2 separate regions of the Mus musculus genome follow, and region 1 is linked to region 2. The links are chromatin contacts, called in public Hi-C maps. All regions are on one chromosome and are shown on one strand. The core of a region is the stretch at or near the end of the contact, and the rest is flanking DNA. Distances in the headings are between cores, read along the strand shown. Region 1 overlaps Kit (KIT proto-oncogene receptor tyrosine kinase). Region 2 has its middle 180 kb from the start of Gm24502.

The links. Hi-C and Micro-C count contacts between places; a contact is called where the count stands out from the background.
Region 1: a Hi-C map of the G1E-ER4 cell line shows a contact between it and region 2, with 2.9 times the contacts expected there. The contact joins two enhancer-like sites. A contact is called at or near these places in 1 of 15 datasets of contacts at CTCF or cohesin (the G1E-ER4 cell line), 8 of 484 Hi-C or Micro-C datasets (the G1E-ER4 cell line, the HL-1 cell line, female germline stem cells and 3 more), 4 of 115 datasets of contacts at active chromatin or transcription factors (the HPC-7 cell line, embryonic stem cells, extraembryonic endoderm stem cells and 1 more) and 1 of 9 other capture datasets (embryonic stem cells).

The regions. Positions count from the first base shown.
Region 1 is chr5:75,587,720-75,594,549 of GRCm38.p6, forward strand. All of the region lies in intron 1 of Kit (KIT proto-oncogene receptor tyrosine kinase), which reads left to right. Among named protein-coding and RNA genes, the nearest start is that of Kit, 16 kb to the left of the region's middle. Within about 2 kb of position 2,427, at least 27 of the 459 cell types and tissues checked have an H3K27ac peak or open chromatin away from gene starts, as enhancers often do. A contact at or near this core is called in the G1E-ER4 cell line, where this site is marked.
Region 2 is chr5:75,373,412-75,380,197 of GRCm38.p6, forward strand. No RefSeq gene overlaps it. Among named protein-coding and RNA genes, the nearest start is that of Gm24502, 180 kb to the right of the region's middle. Within about 2 kb of position 4,045, at least 71 of the 459 cell types and tissues checked have an H3K27ac peak or open chromatin away from gene starts, as enhancers often do. A contact at or near this core is called in the G1E-ER4 cell line, where this site is marked.

The DNA of each region.
Region 1 (6,830 bases), core at 1,177-3,676, 210 kb after region 2:
GTGGAAGAGGCTGCGTGTTTGCTGATTGCATTCCTCTAACAATTAGCGTGCTTCAGTGTCTGCATTTCCTGTAAGCTGTCGATTGAGTGGTGGATCGTGATCACCTTTTGTTTTTAAAGGTAGACATTGTGTTCTCTCTAGTGGACCTTTGAGTATTTGCGGTGACAATGATGTTCTTCTAATAGGTGCCTTTAGACCTTTAGAAGCACTCCTGTCTGCCTCTTCCCAGAGCTGTTTTCTATTGGTTCCCTACCATGAGTGACATTTAAATCGGCCACTAGTGTGCTCTCTGTTCCTTTTGTGCCAGGAGCTGGGGGTTTGAAGGAAGAAGTATCCACCCCCCCACCTCCCCACCCCCCCAGCTAATTATCTGTTTGCAGAACTTGCTCTCTCAGGTTTCCAAGACAGGGACTCACCTATTCTCCACTATCACTTTCTTTTAGTGCCAAAAGTCAGCCTGCATCCAGTGTTGGGGGCGATGACTGGTCTTGCGCCTCTTTCTGAAGGGATGCTCTGGGAGGCATCTCAATGATGTACTCACAGCAGCTTGTCTGTAGTCTTTGCTGGAAAGGTCACATGTCTCATAGAAAGCCTCAGCCATCCTGTCCTTGCTCAGGTATCTTTGTATCTTTATTTTTTTCCTGTATTGTCTTTTTGCCATCAAGTGCTGTCAAAGTCAGATACACTAATATGGTTTTTCTCTGCCTCTGATTTGGCCACACATTTACCTAGATACCCACAGGAATGCTTTCTTTACTCTTCCCAGGACAGTCACTTTTGAGAGTTCATCTTTTCAGAGAAGAGACCACAGCCTTGACATAAAATCCCAAGCATGGCTTTCATTTTCCCTCACTAAAGAGTTGTTGAAGATCAGAAGTTTTTATTATTCTCCAATGGCTTCAGAGCCAACAGCAGCATATGTTGGACTTTCTTTGTCTTCTAGACCTACCATGTTCTTGGAAATCCTTTTAGTTCCATTATCATTTATCTAGAGTCACATTTTTCCTCACACTCTGATCTTCTGGCCTCAGCCTCGCAAATTCTGGGATTACAGCAAGGGCCATTGCACTCTGAGATACATTCTTGTATTTGTTCTTGTGCTCTGTACTTTGGTGGTTTGGGTTGGTTTTGCTTCCTGAGACAGGGTCTTACCAAGTATCCCTACCTGGCCTGGAACTCACTATGCAGACCAGAACTCACAGAGATCCAGCTGCCTGTACCTGCTGAGTGCTAGGTTTAAAGCCGTGATCCACTATGCCAGTCTTTGATTTTTTTTTTTTGAAGTAGGTTTCATGTATGCCAGCCTGGCTTCGAACCCACGATGTAATTGTGGGTGGCTTTCAACTCTTTATTTTCCTTCCTGGATACTGGAAGTTCAAGGGTGTGCCACCAGCTGAAAGACTTTACTTTCTACATTAGAGATGTCCCCCAGCTTTCTCATTTTTCTTAACAACTCTTTGGAATGCAGTAGCAGATCTTTTGGGGAGGGCAGGTCAATACTGTCTCGTAAGTATGGCAGACCGGAGCTCTCTGCTCTTGTTTTAACTAAGCGATAATCTTACTCTTTCGGCCTCTCCTCAGTCCCTCTCTCCAGACCTTCCTTCTCCTTGCCCCTCTTCTGTCCTTGAATCCCATCCCCAGCTCTGTCTATCTCCCTTTGTGGGGCTTCATCTGGGGTTGTGACTTCTTAGGGATCAACCTCTCTCATTCCAGAATACTCCAGCACACTGAATACACATGCGTCACCATCTCCTCTGCACTTCCGGTCTGTGTGGTTCTCCTCAGAATAAACTGTGTGACAAGCTGCCATGTTTGCTGCTGGTAGTTTGTCCTGACCCTCTTGGAGGCACACAGTAGATCACACAGGGCTGTGTTGTCATATTTTGGGCTCCCAGCACTCAATCACATTGGGTTGTGATGTCAGACCCTGGGCGCCCCACACATAGAGGCACTCAGTGCTGTGATGTCATACTCTGGGCTCTCTGCTCATTGGTTCACACAGTCTGTGTGATGTCATACTCTGGGCTCTCGGCTCATTGGCTTACACGGGCTGTGATGTCATACTCTGGGCGGCGCCCACATGCACGCTGAATCATATGCAGATCAATGAGTCATCTGAAGTATCGAATTCTGCCTGTTTGCTCAGTTTTGAGACTGAGGTTCATCAGTTACATTGCCGGTAACTCCTGAAGCCAGAACAGCCCCCAAACTCTTTAAAGTTACCTTTTGGTTTTGTTAATTTATGGCTTTGCCAAGCTTGGACCAAAGTGAAATATGAAATGACTGGCTGACGCCTTTGAAAACACAATCTTCCTTAAAAATATAATTTAAAAACGTTTGTCGCCGGGGACAAGAGTTGTGTTTGTAAACGATCTGAAAACAGATCAGTGTGAAAGCAAATACTTCCTGCCCCTCTGACATCAGCTGTCTGCGCTATTGTTTACAACAGAGCATTATGGTGGAAGTCAGTCAGGAGAGCAGGAAGCTCGTTAGGGAGTTGTCTTTGAGGAACACTTGGTAAGAACCAGTGTTCTTTGCCATTGGCTGTCTGGTAAAGGATTCTTGAGTTCTGAAGGAGACAGTCTTTTTTTTTTTTTTTTTTTTTTTAGTTTTGAAAGTGTTAACACCGCGTCTACATGGTTAATACCATATAATAAAGGTATCACTGCTGCCTAATTGGGTACATTTCCACTCCCTCCTGCCCCCCGTGGAAAAGTTTGCATATTTCTAATTATAATCATTTGAAAAAAAATGTTACCAGGGGTTGACATATTCATTTAAATTTCCAGAAATCTCAAATTTTCTTCGTCCGATTTGAGTCTCTTCCACTTGGTCTTGATTTCAAATATGCTAACAGGTTCCTAGCCAGGCGTGGAGGTGAGCACCTTACATGCCTTTAACCCCAGCACCTGGGAGGTAGAGACAGGGGGATCCCTGAGCTAGAGGCCAACCTGGTCTACATAGGAATGCCAGGACCACATAGGCTCTGTCCCAAACAAACAAACAAACAAACAAGCTTACAATTCTAGAATGGGCTTCCTTTCCCTGTCGTCAGGGATGGTCATATTCTAAAGCTATGAGAAAGAACTAGAGTTTTCTCAGTGGACATACTGGATGGGTTGTTGTTGTTTATTGTTGTATTTCTCAGTTCTAGAAAACAGTTCAGTTTCAGGCATTTTTCTCTTGTTCCTTACAGGCACTCAGATCAGTTTCCACAAGGGAGAATTCCTTGAAAAGGGATGCAGGCTTAATGTGTGGTTCTGAGTAAATATCACCCCAGAAAAATTAAGAGAAAAGTGAACACTCATTAAGCAAATTGACCACCAGCAAGCGTTCTGATGAGTGTTGAATCAAATCTGAATGCACCCATCTTGTCCATTAGTGTGCTTTTACACCAGGGCAATTGTTTGGCTCTAATTATTTTCTATTTTGCGTGTTTGAATGTAGAATGGCTACAGAATTAACTGTTGCCGGGCAATTATCTGATTAGCAATTGAGGAAAACGGTCACTGGTATCCGACCATTCACCAAGAAAAGCTGCTTTGGTGTAGGGCTCTGAGGGGACCCTGAAACAGACTGTTGGGAGCCAGACGTTTATTGGAAGGGTTATTCATGCTACATACATACAGACAGACAAGAGCATGGCGAGAGCTCACAGGAGAGTTCAGGCCCCAGTGTCGCAGACAGCAAGATAGGGTTCTGAAAGAGAGAGCAGCCTGGTCCCTTTTCAGAGTTCTCTGAGGGAAGCTGCAGCAAGGCTCTGCCTCCCTCGAAGGCAAAGTTTATTGCTATTTGAGGGAGGCAACCCTCCTGTTCAACCATGTAAGGGGACCCCTGCATAAGGGGACCCCCGTGCTTCATATTGCACCAGAGTGGGCTAGGAGGCCCCCAGCCCAGGGGGAGCATGGCAAGATGGGGGAGTGCCAGGCCCTCCGAGTCACTGAGCCAGATTGAGGTCTGATGCGCTGCAGAAGTTGTCTTTGCCACCAGTGTCACTGTTCTGGAGTCCTGTAGCTGTGACTGGTGCATTCTGTAACATTTCCCACTTGAAAGCTCGGGGATTTGAGAAATCTGTGCGCGCACGACTGGCTGCCAAGGCTTGTCAGGGGGACCCAGCGCGAGGCCGATTTCTAGGTGTAAAAGCCAGGCAGATTTGCTCACTCAAGAAAATCTGTCTCTGCAGGTTTTCCCTGAGTTCCAAGATAGAGATCCTGGTACGGCTTCTTGCTACACTAATGGCTGGTGTCCTGAGTCTCAGGGGTTTTGGGTTTTGTTTTTGACTGACTACTGTGTAGGTCAGGGGGCTACCATACCAGTTCTTCAACGGTCAGGACCAGCCACACCAGGCACGCCTGGGACCAGGTAAAGACGCCAGCCCGCTCTCTCCCCCAAACCTGCTGCACTGGAAATAATAGCAGCATGGGTTTCCAGTCCTTGATTTAATAAGGCCGTCAGAGGAAGCTGCTGCAGGCTGAAGGCTGAGAACCCCCAGCTATGAGGGGGTCAGAATGCCTGGGCTTCATCCCAGCACAAGGCCCAGGGCCTCTTAAGTCCCCCGATGCTCAGACAGGGTGCAGTTCTCGGTTCTCCTTCTGACAACCTAAGAATGGTAGACGGGAGTTTCAGTTAGTCCAGACAGGAAAGCAGACAGCTACAGTACTGAGGGGCTGTGCAGAGGTTTCCAGAAGCATGCGTGTGCGATGAGGGAGGCGAAGCCAAGGCCTTGCTGCAGGTGGTATTTTCAAAGGATAAATAGGGTTAGTACCTACCTTGATTCCAACCTTCCAGAGACTACACACCCAGTGTTGCTCACCTATGTGGGGGTATGAAGATAGCCCCTTGCGGGGCCTGGTTCCTACTGCCACACACACTTGCCTCCCGCTCTGCACTTACAGCTGCCCTGGCTTCCGTAAAGATATGTGGCTTCCTGGCCTCTGCTTACTACCTGGGGTACAGAGCACGGTGCTTCCCCTGACACTCCTTGGTGCATGCCAGTTTCTAGCTCCTGTGTCTCCCTTCACGATCCTCGTCCACCTCTAGGGTGGGTCAGGTCAGCTCCCTTGTGCTTCTCGGCTCTTCACACTTCTCACACAGTAATTATAGAACTGTGTAATTGTTGGTTTATGGCCCAGCCAGGAGCTAAATATAAACAGCGCGGGTGGGCATGGGGAGGTCTTGTACACTGTTGCTCTAAGGGCCCAGCACACAGCCAGACTTCAGTGTGGTATTTTTGAGTAATGGGGATGGAGGTAAGGTCTAGCCTTTACCCTTATTTCAAGAACACCTGAGCTTAAGGCTACATGATAGCGCTCTGATTTTGCTGAGTTTTAGGAAGGGCTAACTGGAAGCTGGTGCTGCTGCAGTAGCGTCTTCTTGCTTGCTTGCTTCTAAGCTCAGTTCTGGCTCTGGGATGCAGGAGAGAGCAGGTTCTCGAGGGCTAGACTTCCAGGAGAGATGGCAGAAGGAGAGAACCTGTACTTGGAGATCTTGGAGATGCTGTGATGCAGGGTCAGAGGACAGCAGCCTGCACTGGAAAGATCCTGGGAAGGTTGTCATGGAAAGGAGTGCTGCCTTACTCTCCCAGGGCTTCTGAGAACGGCTACCCACTTTGTGCCCAGAAGCAGTGATGAGGTATCCTGTTCTTCCCACACAGTAACAGAAGAGAGATGCAGGGACTAGAGAGATGGCTTAATGGTTAAAAGTGCTTTTTGCTTTTCCAGAGGAGTCAGTTAGGTTCCAGCAACCAGCAACTCACAACCACCTTAGCTTCAGGGGCCCAATGCCCTCTTCTGGCTTCTGAGGGTGTCTGCACACAGACAACAGACATATGGACAGAGACACAGACATACATACACACATAGACACACACACACACACACACACACACACTGAGGTAGACAGACAGACAGACACACACACACTGAGGTAGACAGACAGACAGACACAGACACACACCAATAAAAATGTAAAGAAAGAAGCACCATTGGCCTGTTAACTGGTTTTGCTCTGGCTAAAGCTTTGTATTTACTTTCTAGAAGGTGACAGCTTGGGGACTCCATCTCAGCAGCAGCAGCTGCAGCCGTAGATGGGGGCATTTGTTTAAAATAAGACTCAGTCTCATTGGTCTTTATGAGAGGCATTAGCAGTAACATTCACGCATGTCACTTATAAAAACAGCGTAGCCTTAAGAAACTTTTTTTTTTTTGAAGATGGTATTTCAAGACCCAGGGAGTTAAAATGCTCACATGATTATGGAAATCTTGCTTTGAGTAAAGAAACTAGTAATCTATTGACTATTTGAAATTATTGGGTGTCTGTACACATACTCTGTTTTTCCAATGCTAAGGTTTGAACCAGGGGTCTTGCTTGTGCCTGCTCTCTAAGCACTCTGCCACTGAGCTACACACCGCATGCCCCGCAACATACTTTCTTATAGCTGTTGTAAAATTCTGCTTTGGTTCAATAAATTAGTAGAACAGTCAATTTAGGAACAAAAGCTGTAAGATTTTAGGAGGCATGTACGGAGCTGACTAGGGCGGTTGGTGCCCTCGAGGGATGTGATTTTTGTTTCCCATGTCTGTAGTTTTAACGTCTTCATCAAGTACCATTTTCCTCCTAACTTAAGGGAATTCTGTATCCCCTTTCCCTCCCCCTGCCTTCCTGCTTCCTCCGGGCTCCAGGAGTGTTTTCTTTGGTACTTTCTCTGGTACTTCAGGTGCCACTAGGTCCTTATCTTCTCGCTGTGACATCACCAGCAGCATTACCTAGGTTCTGAAGGGAATTAGAGATGGTGCGAGGATCCCAAACAACTCTACTCATGGCTTTCCGTC
Region 2 (6,786 bases), core at 2,795-5,294:
TGGTTCTTGTGGTTTTGATCTCAGCCATTCTGACAGGTGTAAGATGGAATCTCAGAGTCATTTTGATTTGCATTTTCCTGCTGGCTAAGGATGCTGAACACTTCTTTAAGTGCTTCTTGGACATTTGAGATTCTTCTGTTGAGAATTCTTTGTTTATATCTGCACCTCATTTTTTATTGGGACATTTGGTTTGTTGGTGTCTGGTTTCTTGAGGTTTTTATATGTTTTGGAAATTGCCCTCTATCTGGTGTGGAGTTGGTGAAACTCTTTTTCCTATTTCATAGGCTGCAGCTTTGTCCTTTTGACTGTGTCCTTTGCCTTACAGAAGCTTTACAGTTCCATGAGGTATCATTTACTAATTGTAATTCGTGCCTGAGCTACTGGTATTTTGTTCAGGAAGTTATCTCCTGGGCCTATGCATGCAAGGCTCTTCCCCACTTTCTCTTCTGTCAGGTTCAGTGTGTCTGGTTTTATGTTGAGGTCTTTGATTCACTTGGACTTGACTTTTGTACAAGGTGATAGATATGGAACTATTTGCATTCTTCTAGATGCAGACAACCAGCTAGAGCAGCACCATTTATTGACGATGCTTTCTTTTTTTTCCCCACTGTAGAATTCTGGCTTCTTTATCAAAAGAGCAGGTGTCCATAGGAGTGTGGATGTATGTCTGTGTCTTCGATCCTATTCCACTTATCACTTGTCTATCTTTATGCTGATACCATGCATGTGTTTATTACTATAGCTCTGTAATAGTACGTGAAATCTGGGATGATGATACCTCTGCAAGTTCTTTTATTGTACAGGATTGTTGTAGCTTTCTTGGTTTTTTGTTTTTTGTTTTTTGTTTTTTTTTTTTGTTTTTTTTTGTTTTTTTTTTTGTTTTTTTTTTTTTTTTTTTGGTTGGTTGGTTTATTTAGGAAAAAATCTTTTTAAAAGAAAAAAATGTTTTGCTTGGACCTGTAAGACTCAGCAGGTGAAGCCGCTTGCTGTTAAGTCTGATGATCTGAGTTCAATACCAGGTACTCACATAGTGGAAGGAGACACAGCTAACCTTTGACTACACACAAAAATAAACTAATAAATATAAATAAAAACAGCTTAAATGTTTTAGCATCTACTCTAGACATTTCAAGCATAACTTTTTAAAACCTAAGTCCACCTTCAAATAGCTCTACTGCTGTAACCAGCCAACACATTTGCCTTTTAGGCCAATTAAAAGTGTGTGTTACTTAATTCCTCATCACTATGGCAAAACCTGGCAGGAGCATCGTAAAGGAAGGGAGCCTTGTTTCTGAATCAGCTTGGAGGTTACAATGCATCCTGGTGAGGAAGTCTGGGGAGCTGAAATGGTCTGGTCTGCTGCTTATTATTCAAGAAGAGGAGTGGGGTTTAACTTTCAAAGGCTCTGACAGCCTTTCTAGCCAAGGGTTCCCAAAGCTCCCCAAACTGCTTCCCATCATCAGGTACCAAGTGTTCATCCTCAATTGAAATTAGATTGTCAGGTTCCATGAGAATCACCTTTATTACCTTTTCCTCTTGAACCATGGAAAAAGCCCTATTTGTTTTGGTTTTGTTGAAACAGGGTCTCACTATGGAAGCCCTGGCTGACCTGGAGTTCACAAAGATCAACCTCACCCTGCTCTCTGATTCCTAGGTAGTGAATTAGCAGGATACAGCACCACTCCAGGCTGGGCTGAGATCTTCATAAGTATTTCTTGGCTTTGCCCAGGTGCTAGGAAAGGCTGGAATAGAGAACCATTTTCTCTTGAGCTAGGGAATGCTGGGAGCCTGTAGGACCTCCTGGAACCCCCTGCCTGGGCTGCAAGGGCGGCTTTCTTAGATGGTGACCTTGGAACCTGGGACTGTTTCTTTAGGCAACAGCTATGGAAGTGCGCGCACGTGTGTGTGTGTGTGTGTGTGTGTGTGTGTGTGTAGTGTGGTATGTGTGTTTGGGGGAGGCCCTTGGGTCTGAACCCTTAGGTTTCTCATTAGTTTCTAAGCCTATTTCTTGCCATTCATCAAAATCGCTACCAAAGTGTTCCTAGTCACTTATGGGTTTCATGCCATCTGTCCCACAATGAGATTCCTTGACTCTTCTGACTGGCTAATTCTTGGAAAGACTTGGGGAAAGTTACTTTTAAGTTTGTTTAGGTTTTTATTATAGATACAGAAAGGCTGCTTTTTAAGCTCTTTACATGATATATTAAGGCTGGAATTTATTTGGGGGATTTCTCATAGCTTTTAGAAAAATCTATGGCATCATCTTCCTCCTACTCCACCTCCTCTTCCTCTTTGTCTTAAGGTTCCCCCACCCCCAGTCTTTACAGTCAGTCCTGTATACCCTAGTGACACTACACATCTTCTCATAGTCACTTGTAGGTTGTCACTTACAGATCTACATTATAGGGGCCAGAGAAATAGTAAAATAGTTCTATCATTACTACTCCAATACTTTGATGTCCATTTTCAGGAGTGATATGATCTTCTGAATTTTGTGTCCACTGTCTATCTTGCTTTGAATTAATTTCCCTGATTTAGGACTATTTTCTTTTGTAGGTTCATCTTGGACAAAAAGAGCATACTTGCATCCCTTCTGGTATCATGCCCCATGGGCTATGTAAATATCTCAACTAAGCCAATTAGGCTCTTAATCCAGACCCCTCTTTATGCTGGAAACTTTCTCTCTGTGTGTGTGTGTGTGTGTGTGTGTGTGTGTGTGTGTGTGTGTGTGTGTGTTGGGGGAGAGGGCTTCTGTGTTTGTCTTGAGGATTGCATTTCTCCCCTCACTCCAGTGGACAGTAGGCTGTCTGTCCTCCCCCTCCCCCATAGGAATGGATTGTAGGGTTTTATAATATTTCTTACATATTTTTAAATGCTTTTTTGCTTGTGCTTCTAATCTGCGTAGAATGTGTCTGGTTATAGTGTATAGACTGTGCCTGTTATTTTTCTCCTATAGAGCTTGTTATGACATTTATTTGAAGTATAATAGGCTGCAGCCCCAAAGCTTGAATTTGTAATGCCCTTTTGCCTAGACAGTATCAATTTATCTCAGCAGAATCGTTGAGATATATACAAAGTCAGGCCTTATGTTCCCATTGCACAAATGCAGAAATGGGGCACTATGGTTTGGATAAGTGTCAATCAAAGGTCCTGTGTGACAAATTTGGTCCCCAGACCATGCACTATAAGGAGGAGATGGAATCTTTAGGGGGTGGGGTCATTATAGATTTTTACTTGAAAGGGACTTTGAGTCTTGGGTCCCTGCTTTCCTAGTTATCAAAGGTTCAGCACCTCCTCTGTCATGTACAAAACTGACTGGAAACAAACCTTTCTGAATCCTTTCGGTTGGGTTACCTTGAATAATTTGTAACAGTAACAGAAAGCTAGCACAGAGGAGAACTCTGGGAAGGGCAGAACAGGGCAGGGCAAGGATGGTTGAGTAGACATGTTCTGAATTAAGCACCAACATTCATAGTTACGCTGAAGCTGAGCAACATTCATAGTTACACTGAAGCTGCGATACTCCTTAGAGTCTACCATGCTTTCTTACTTATAACATCTAAGATGCTATGGAGAAACTCTGTGGTGAGTCAGCATTGCATCTGTGACTTAAGTCTTGGGATGTTTCATCAAAACCTTGTCACTGGTAGTCTTACCTCCTAGCTTTCAGAGTCTCTGACAGAGCTCAGCAACTCACTCTTTGTATAGAAAACTCTCCTGTGTAGAGCTTTCATTTCCACCCCTCAGAGGCTGTTCTTCTCCTCCCATCAGACTTCATCCTCCTAGGGATGAGAGATCTGCACACTGGAGGGTGGTAGTGATGGTGCTTCTGTTTGGTCTTTTCTTGGATTTTATGGCCTTCATTTCCCTCCAAGCTGTGTGGAATTGAAGAAAATACAGTTGGCCTGAACCCTGGAGCCATCTGTTCAACCTGTTTAAGATATTGGTGGTTGACTGTTTACTAAATAGACTTCCCTGAGTGACAGCCCAAAGGCTGGGGCCCTGGCCCTGGTTAATCATTACACAGTTAACAAACAGTTGGGGCCCTTGCTGGCGTTGTTATCATTGCGTTCAGACGCGCTGTTCTGTACCCTGCCATCAGCTACAGAACAAAAGAGGGACTGGGTGGCGTGTTTACCATAAGGATTTCCAGCAGGCTGAGCTCGACACACCCAAGCAGCACTAGGCATGTCCACAGTACGGTAGATGTGACATGTGTGATTTTATTGTTGACTTTCTCTTTGCCAGCACACGTGGGGGTCTAACGTTGGCTGGGAAGCGGGGCTCCAGGGTGGAGCAAAGGTTTAATGTTGTTGACGGTTTAATGCCCGAGAGCCATTGCTTTAGTGATCCCTCTCCCTGGAGACTTTTGCCCTTTTCCTAATCCTTTGCATAAACACTGCCTTGAAAACAGCTTATGAGGCAGCAGCACAGGCATGTGAAACTGTTGGTAAACAGTCATTGTGAATAATATTTACTCATAGTAGGATCCGGAGTCTCCCTTTCTCTTTGATGGGCTTTGCCAGCTGATACGGAGCTCTGGAAAGCCCCACAAACAACTGAGCCCCCCCCTCTGCCTGCTTCTTGGGGCAGATCAGAGTTCATGACAGAAATGGCAATTTAGCCTTGAGGATGGAAATGAAACATCTCTCAACATTCCTGCATACCAAGCGGCAATCTCGACTTGATGAAAGGATCTAAAAATAGGAAAATACTCATGAAGCCAGAAAGTTGGACACAGACAGGGTGAGCCATAGTGAGGAGCGGGGAGAAAAATGGCTTTGGAGGTGAACGTCCACCAGATCCTGGGGAGGCACTAGTCACTCTCCTTCACCCACGGACTTGGTTTTCTTCCTGTCCTCAAATAAACTAAGAAGCAAAACTTGGTTACTGTGATGATTTGTGTATGTTTGGCCCAGCCAGTGGCACTAGTAGAAGGTGTGGCCCTGTAAGAGTAGGTGTGTCACTGTGAGTGTGGGCTTTAAGACCCTCATCCTAGCTGCCTGGAAGCCAGTATTCTGCTAGCAGCCTTCAGATGAAGATGCAGACCTCTCAGCTCTGCCTGCACCATGCCTGCCTGGATGCTGCCATGTTCCTCCCTTAATGATAATGGACTGAACCTCTGAACCTGTAAGCCAGCCCCAATGAAATGTTGTCCTTCTGAGAGTTGCCTTGGTCATAGTGTCTGTTCACAGTGGCAAAACCCCTAACTAAGACAGTAAAAGAACAGGGTTTTCTTTATAGTTTGGTCAAACTGGGGAAAAAAAGACCTTATTTCTTCCCCCATGGTGTCTATGATAGTCTTACAGCCAGTACACAGGAAATCATGAGACAAAAGGCCAGAGGAAGTGTGTAGACTTAGTTGTGAGGCAGCTTAAGAGGTCTGCCAGGTCAATGCTAAGTGTGGGTGAGTGCCTGGTACTATGGGAAATGTGACATCCACATGTTGACATTTAGTCTAGGCTCCGGGCCCCACAGTTACCTGGCAACAACCGGGTGTGCCTGACTCACTATAAAAGGGGCTGCTTGACTCTCTCTCTCTCTCTCTCTCTCTCTCTCTCTTGCTCTTGCTCTCTCCTCTTGTTCCTGCTCCCTCTCTCTCCCCATCCCCCTTCCCCCAAAGTGCTCATGACCAGGAGCTTCTCCTCTACACGCCCCCGCCCCTCTCTGCCTTTCTCTCAACTCCCCTCCCCATGCCCCTGAATAAACTCTACTCTATAATATAGTAAAGAATATATATATAGTCTTCAGGAAAGTGACTGGACCTCAGTTGTTACCATGGTCACTGCCCTCAGCATAGAGGGATGCAAATGTCTCTCTTTAGATTTTAAATACCTTTTTTTTCCCTACCTGCCTATAGTTCAGCATGGGACCCTGGCCACAGAGGTATGGCAGAACCAACTGGATGGTGTGTGTCTCTCCTCAGCTCTGTTTTGGGGCAGTGGATGGGGAGAGTCAGATCAGGAACTTGAAAACAACTAAAGCCGAAGTAAGTGCACCACAGAAACCAGCAAGTTTTCCTGGAAAGCCAGAGGGAGAGCGTCTCCAACTCACCATTACATGAGGTAGCCCTTCACTCCCTTTCTAAGGAAGGAGAGAGGTTGTGGGTTTTTTTTTTCCAGAGACAAAGGCACAGTAGATTGCAAGAAATATTCTCAGAGAAGTAATAAAAGCGTGATTCCATGGTATGTCTGAGTCAAGAAATAGCTCCTCCATTTAAATTGAATGCTTCTCTCTGGATGAAAACGCATTATATGTGAAATGAAGCTATTTTAGAGAACCAAAGGGGAAAACATACACAAGGTAGGCAATTTCCAGATCACAGCCATTGCGCTCACCTTGGTTCCATTGGCACGGTTCATTTTATTCATTTATTCATGAATTCTACAATATTTATTGAGTAACTCCTGTATGAACAAAGACATACTTATTATCTTCACAGAACTTAGGGCTGATAGAAAACAAAGCTATAATCAAATACTCATAAATAAATGTATAATTACAAAACTGTAGTAAATTTCATAAAAGGAAAATACAGTCTGCTAAAAGAAAAGGTGGCCCTGACAACGTGGTCTATTCTGAGGGTGTGGGGTGAGTTCTGTGTGGAAGCGAGTGTAGATTGATCTGAGGAAAGAGCAAGTCTTTGCTTTTGTTTTGTCTCTGCTTGCTTTTGAGACAGTGTCTCACTCTGTAGCCCAGGCGAGTTTTGAGACAGTGTCTCACTCTGTAGCCCAGGCGAGTTTTGAGCTCCTGTTGCCTTTGAACTTGAGGTCATCTCGCTTCAAC